Linked DNA regions of Sus scrofa: region 1 is linked to region 2. A link is a contact called in public HiChIP or PLAC-seq data. All regions are on one chromosome and are shown on one strand. The core of a region is the stretch at or near the end of the contact, and the rest is flanking DNA. Distances in the headings are between cores, read along the strand shown.

What was found. HiChIP or PLAC-seq counts read pairs in DNA pulled down with a chosen protein or histone mark.
Region 1: an H3K27ac HiChIP or PLAC-seq map of alveolar macrophages shows a contact between it and region 2. The contact joins two enhancer-like sites. A contact is called at or near these places in 1 of 47 Hi-C or Micro-C datasets (epiblast stem cells) and 1 of 2 datasets of contacts at active chromatin or transcription factors (alveolar macrophages).

What each region holds. Positions count from the first base shown.
Region 1 is chr11:49,452,863-49,456,546 of Sscrofa11.1, forward strand. The region is part of intron 1 of LOC110255832 (a long non-coding RNA gene); the gene reads left to right. Among named protein-coding and RNA genes, the nearest start is that of MYCBP2, 22 kb to the left of the region's middle. Within about 2 kb of position 1,904, at least 3 of the 83 cell types and tissues checked have an H3K27ac peak or open chromatin away from gene starts, as enhancers often do. A contact at or near this core is called in alveolar macrophages, where this site is marked.
Region 2 is chr11:49,303,467-49,307,214 of Sscrofa11.1, forward strand. It overlaps MYCBP2 (E3 ubiquitin-protein ligase MYCBP2), which reads right to left. Exons shown (of 85, transcript XM_021065752.1): 34 at 1,856-2,047. Among named protein-coding and RNA genes, the nearest start is that of MYCBP2, 130 kb to the right of the region's middle. Within about 2 kb of position 1,600, at least 2 of the 83 cell types and tissues checked have an H3K27ac peak or open chromatin away from gene starts, as enhancers often do. A contact at or near this core is called in alveolar macrophages, where this site is marked.

The DNA of each region.
Region 1 (3,684 bases), core at 654-3,153, 150 kb after region 2:
TTTTTCGGTACATAAATAGCCTTGCTTTTAAGATGGACGTCCTTCTTTTCTGAATCTTAATTTCATTTTCTTTCTGCAGCAGGTCTGTAGTTTCATATATTGGAAGTAGATTTTTTTTCACCCTGTCTTTCCTACTTTTGTTAGGTGTGTGTATGTGTGTCTTTGTATACTAACTTAACATTTCCTTTGTAATGAATTACCTGTTTAAAACTCTTGCTATTTTGGCAGGGAGTTCTTTGTTAGTTTGCGGCTTCTAGGAAGCAAGGGCCAAGAGGGACCTATTCAGAGACACTGGTTATTAATTGCATGACAAACTTTATGGGAAAAGGATGACCTGCTAGTGGGTTGTGATGGGGGAAGGGAGGATTCTTTCTGGTTCTCCTTCATGCAGTGAAACTTGTGTTGCTATTGCTTTGGCTGTCTGTGCTGTAGTGGGTGTAGTATTTGCCAGGCTGCGGTGGGAAAGGTGATGGTTTACCTGCAACCGCTTTGAGAAGTGCCTCATTGATTTGTTACATTATCTTTTAAGAACAGCATCCATTTTGGCAGTTGACTTAAGATTTATTTGTGCTGAGATGTAAAGCTGTCACATTTACATTTTTTTGCTCTGGATTTATTGTTGTGAGGGCCACAAAAAAATTGTGGTTACCTTCAAATATTTAAACATTTCTTTATATTTAAAATTTTTATTTATTTATTTATTTTAGGGCTATAACCATGGCATATGGCGGTTCCCAGGCTAGGGGTCGAATCAGAGCTGTGGCCTCTGGCCTATACCACAGCCACAGCAATGCCAGATCTGAACTGCAAGTGTGACCTACACTACAGATCAATTCAATGTTGGATCCTTAACCCACTGAGCTAGGCCAGGGATCAAACCTGTGTCCTCATGGATGCTAGTCAGAACTCCATTTTTTTTTTAATTAATGTATAGCTGATTTACAATGTTGGGTCAAAAGCAAAGTGACCCAATCATACCTATTTGTTACCTTCAAATCTTGAAGTTAAAAATATATGAATATTTTTTAAAAAGATGAAAGTGTTTAGGAATAGATAGTGAAAGCCCCTGACACCTGTGAAAGGAGAGAAGGCAGAAAGATGACTAGGGAGAAGTCCCTCATTGCAGTGCAGCCCTGAGAGTGTCAGCCAGGCCAAGGGGAGTCCCAGAGCAACGAATGCCTGTCGGAGGGGCCTTGGGTTGGGTGGGAATCTTCGAGCCCTAGTGCCTCTGCCATGCAGAATCACTGGCTGGGAGCTGACCTGGGGAGCCTGGCTTGGTATAAATATTGCCATGGATCCAAAGATGTTGCAGCTTTCTGCCAAGCACACTTCTAGACACAGTTTCTCTTGGAGGAAGGTCTGAATAATGCATCTCCATGACAACAACAATTGCCCAGTATTTTCTCAGTGATACTGAGGAATCTCATATATTATTGATATTAAGCCTTTATTGGTTGCAATAAAGAACTAGATGGTTGCAAAGTTGCAAATATCTACGACTTGCCTGTTAAATTTCAGATGTCATTGACAAAAAGAATATGAGTCATTTGCTGAATCCACTTCTAAGTGTTCTTGGCCTTGTAGGTTGCATAATATTACGTGGAATCTGGTATAGTCTCAAAAGAACCTCTTCATCTAATATTGTTGCAAGACTTCTTCATACAACATCCGCTGCCAAGTTCCAATAGTACACATCTTTGTGTCACATAGAAATTTGTGCGGCTGTGAAATTTTGTCAGATTTCTTCTGCCAGCTTGCATTATTTCCAGGAGATACTGACTGAGCATACAGCTAAACTGAGCCTCCAAATACTGATTGAGTAATATAGTCCATTTTTAACAGAATGGAGTCTTTTCTTATTGCCTAAGAATTGGGCTCAAATTGCTTAGAGGCCACAGAAGTGGATCTGAAATAACTGGTGCCTTCTACCCTTTTCCAGTCTACACAAGACTGAGTCAGAGTTCCTGTTGTGGCTTAGTGGATTAAAAACTCGACATAGTGTCCATGAGGATGCAATTGAATCCCTGGCTTAGCTCAGTGGGTTAAGGATCCGGCGTTGCTGCAAGCTGTGGCATAGGCCGCAGATGCCAGTTGGATCTGGCGTTGCTGGGGCTGTGGCATAGGCCTCGGCTACAGCTTCAGTTCAAACCCTAGCCTGAGAACTTCCATATGCCACAGGCGTGGCCCTAAAAACAAAAATAAGATAATAACAACAAAGAATCAAGATAATAAAAGACAAAAGACAACTGGGAATTGTGAGCCTGGAGGAAGCAGTGGGGAGGAGAGGAACCAAGAGAATCTCTTGTAAAAATTGGGAATAACTGGCTTGAAGAAGAGAGTAGCATTATTTTTTGTCTCTTTTTTGTCTTTCTAGGGCCACACCCATGGCCTATGGAGGCTCCCAGAATAGGGGGTGAATTAGAGCCTGTGCCACAGCCACAGCAACACAGGATCCGAGCTGCTTCTGCAACCTACACCACAGCTCACAGCAATGCCGGATCCTTAACCCACTGAACAACGCCAGGGATTGAATCTGCATCCTCATGGATGCTAGTCAGGTTTGTTAACTTCTGAGTCATGATGGGAACTCCCAATTTGGCATTTTGTTTCCTGGTAGACAGCTATCTCTGCTGGAAGAAATTCTTTTTTTTTTTTTCCAATTTCTTAAAGTCTTTTTATAGAAATTCTTCTCATTCTTCATGAGTCTCTCACATATCTGCTTGTCTGACAAGTGAGGCATGGATGACCCTTTGTTCTGGTCTATCTTTTTGAGGATGTTTGTACAGCAAACAGCTTTGGCAGTTAGGGGTAGTGTGTTTCTCAAGAGAAAGGCAAGAATGCTTATTGTCACATCTCATGAAGATGTCTCCTTATGGAGCAAAGGTCAACCTCAACAGGTACTTGTCTTAAGAGATGTGGCTTCTCTAAACTTGACATTCCTCTCCTGAATTACAACTCATTTCATATCCAGGTGTCATCTGGCCCTCTTCATGACTCCCTGGGGGAATTGGGGCTTGGGGAATCAGCACAAAATTAATGATACTGTGGCTACACTCTTGCTTTGATTTATAAACTACTCTTCTTCTCTGATTCAGGAGTCTTGATTTTCTACCACATCTTTGATACTGGCAGGCTAAGTTGTTAGTTTGCGAGTAAGGGAAAGTCTCAGACTCTTCACAGTTCTTGACAATCTGCTTAGGTGGTGGGTGTGTGTTGCTCTTCTCTTGCGCTTATTTGAGCATAGGAAAAGAGAATTAGAGGAAGATGGCAAGACTGAAAAAGGAGATTGAATAGACCATTTTGGCTTGTAGGGCCGCGCCAAGTGATTTCTGGTTACCGTGTCTGTGGGGCCGCCCAAGGAGCGAAGCTGTCTTTCATCTTCCACCTCCAATTGCAAACAATAAAGGCCGGTCATACGATAAAAAAAAAAAAAAAAAAAAAAAGACCATTTTGGCGTTAACCACCATTGGATGGAGTATATCATTTATCTTTTGCCGCAATAATGTCACACAATAAACAACTGTGAGATTTCATTGGTGACAGCAACAAATATTTATTTCACTCAAAAGTAAAAAACTCAGCTGATTTGGCCTCAATTCACTCATTTTCTGAGGGTTGATGCTTCTTGAATTAACTATGATGGCTTTAGCTAGGATAGCTTTGGCAACTCGACATGGACCTCTC
Region 2 (3,748 bases), core at 350-2,849:
CAAGGTTATACATTAGGCATATGTAATTTGGGGCATCCCTTTTCATTAGAAAAGTTAAGTTCACAGGGAATAACTAGATAGTCAATTTCTGACGGGAACTTTTGCAGGACAGATCTTTTCCTCTGGGATCTAGTACAGAAGGGAAACATCTTATAGACTGAATGAATAAGTGACAAAAAAATTTAAATGTTCTGACAAGGGTTTCACCTCCTAGGCCAGAGCTTAAGACACTACAAGCTGCTCAGCTTCGTGTAATCATTTAGAAATACTATAGGCTAAACTTTCACTACAAATCGGTAATGAGTGTAGACTGAACAGATTAAGAATAGATTCTGAAATAAATCAATAAGGAAGAAAAAGCAAAGAACAGGAATTATAAAAGTAAACAGAGAAAAGACATTCGTTGACAAACAAGAGACCTGAGAGGCCAATGAGTACAAGCTAGTTACTGAGCATTCACTTGAATGATATATTTCACATTATAACATGATTTTCCTTCTTCTTCTTCTTCTTTTTTTTTGGTCTTTTTGCCATTTCTTGGGCCGCCCCCGTGGCATATGGAGGTTCCCAGGCTAGGGGTCTAATTGGAACTGTAGCCGCCGGCCTACACCACCAGCCACAGCAGCTCGGAATCCGAGCCGCGTCTGCAACCTACACCACAGCTCACGGCAACGCTGGATCCTTACGCCACTGAGCAAGGCCAGGGATCGAACCCGCAACCTCATGGTTCCTAGTCGGATTCATTAACCACTGAGCCACAACGGGAACTCCAATATAACATGATTTTCAAAACCAATCTACTGTCTACTTTTCCAGGAGAAAAAACATTAGAAACATTAGAAAATATTAGAAACATTCATCAAATTCAGTCAAGACATTTAGATAAATTATAAAACTGAATGAGCAGGGCGGTGAAATGGTGAAAAATAGTTACAAAAATGTAAAGGCATTTTAAAATGCTTCAAAGTAGTTTTATCAAACATATTTGTTTTTGTTTTGTTAGATACATTTATTTTTTAGATTTCACAGATAAGTGTTAACATAGAGTACGTGTCTTTTTCTTTTTTATTAATGATTATTTTTTCCATTATAGTTGGTTTACACTGTTCTGTAATTTGTACTCTACAGCAAAGTGACCCAGCCACACATACATATACACATTCTTTTTCTCACATTATCCTCCATCATGTTCCATCACAAGTGACTAGATATTGTTCCCAGTGCTATACAGCAGGATCCCATTTTATCCTTGTCAAACATATTAATATTTGATCCTTTAAAAACTTTCTGAGAATGGCTGCATAACAATGTGGACGTACTTAATGCCACTGAACTGTACACATAAACATGATTATGATATTTTGTTACCTAATTTACTATAATTTAAAAAAACTCTGTGATATAGATCAGATAAAAATTATTATTCCCATTTTACATGTGTGTTTCCCTAGGGTTGATTAAGTGGACAGAGCTCAGGTTTGAACCTCTTTGCCTCTTCCATACCACATATTCATTATTAGTCGTCCTACTTCTACCACTCATTACCCAGCAATGAGAACTCTCTTTGCTTCTATTGGGACATGGTGATGGGTTGTGCAATGGGGCAGTGAAGGGGAAAATGTGTATTTTACATTACTGCAATATTTTGTATTACTGCAACATCCTGGGAAGAACTGGTAAGAGAGAAGAAACAAGAGCAGAGGAGAGGTGTAAGGAAGGGGAGAAAAACCCCATCTAGCTTGAAGGTATTTTCTTAATGAAAATTAGTTTCTATAAAACCAAAATACATGAAAAAAGAAAGAATGCAGAGAGTTTAAACATGTGCTCATTATCCAATATCAAAATATACCATTACCTCAGATCCCAGGGCTGATGCTGTCAGCTCACTGACAATACTGGCCAGTAACCCACAGGTGTTGGAGACCAGGTGGGAGGAGAAGAGCTCGTTCTCTCTCCTCAGGCTGTTCCGGACCGGGAGCACCACAATAACCAGCATTTTCTCGAGAACTTCACGGAAGCTTGTCATCCCTGAGATGTTCTCTTCATTCTACGACACAGGAAAAGAAGAGGCTCTAAGATATTGCTTCATTTTCCTTCACATAAGACTCAACTGCAAGATCCTGTCTTTCGAGACGACACTTAAAATTCAGACTTGAGCCTCTGTCTACATATATATCCAGCTGTATGTGGAGTCATCCTATCTACTTTTCACTTACAAGTCCTTTTTAAAATTATTAGTCACTGGGTATCGTATAAAAGTACCACATATTTATTTACAAGGTTTTTTTTTTATTAACCCTGAGTCATTTTCATTTATCCTTTAATTTACTTTTTCAATAACAGTCATGTATGCCAGAAAAAAAACCTCTTCCTGTTTTAAAAGCTTTTTCTACAAGACCAGATTCCAAACTGAGATAATTATTATTTCTGGTATGTTTAAAGGCAAAACAACTGAGAAAGAGTCTACACAAATCTATTTCTACTAAAATTCTTTCTGTACATCCAACATGGAATTCTACACCAAATATTCCTGTGCAGTTTTACAATTTCTATAGTACTTGATTTCAGAAGTGAAGACAAGAAATTCCAAACACTATTAATAAAGAACTTTCAAAATAAGAAATTACAGATTTCTTTGAAAGACTAATGGGAAAATATTTTCTTCCAGAAAAAAAGGGGGAAAGATGAATAATTTAATCAGATATCTCACATGAACATTATTTATCTCTTTTACCATCCTCATATCTTTCAGCCCACGGTCCACAGAGAGCAAGATGCACTCAATCTCATCAGAGGGCCGGTCGTGACCAATGACCCTCTTGGCTATCCTGGCAACTAGGAAATCAAACAATTTGGGATCTAGTTCCAGTTTTTTCATAGTGTTTCAAGCTCATCTGTAAAATCAGGAAATCGTTTGCTATGATTACGTTATCAAAAACAACTTGTTACTCTCTGAGCGTGAAATCTGCATTCTACACTGCATTACAGAAACATTACAGATTTAACTGATTTCATAAAGTCATAAAATCTCAGGGTGGAAAGGGGTCTTAAATCACTCTTTCCAAGATAAATCAAGTATGTCATAGAGTGTACTTTCAATCCATTAGAAAAAAATAAGTATCTTTTCGGTTAAAATCAACATGAAATTATTGTAAATCACACTCAACAATGTGATAGTCTTTCTCTCCTACTTTCTTAACATCCAATCTAAGACTAAAAATAAAATCACTTAGAGATAATCTTTTGTTGGCCACATCTACGGCACGTGGAAGTTCCTAGGCAAGGGATGGATCTGTGCCACAGCAGCAACACGAGCTGCTGCAGTGACAATGCCAGATCCTTAACCTGCTGCACCATAGGAGAACTCTTAAAATAATCAATTATTCATTTTGTTAAAAGTATAATTCTTTTTTTTTTTTGCTTTTTAGGGCCACACCCACAGCATATGGAAGTTCCGAGGCTAGGGGTCCAAATCAAAGCTACAGCTGCTGACCTACACCACAGCCACAGAAACGCCAGATCCAAGCTGCTTCTGCAACTTACACCACAGCTCATGGCAATGCCAGGTCCTTAACCCCACTGAGCGAGGCCAGGGACAGAACCCACAACCTCATGGTTCCTAGTCGATTCATTTCCACTGCACCACAATGGGAACTCCTCTACTCCTTTTTATTTTGCTTTAATTTTAAAGATAACTTCTCATCAACTTGGTAGTAATTACATATGGTTTTCATACGTATTTAAGTTT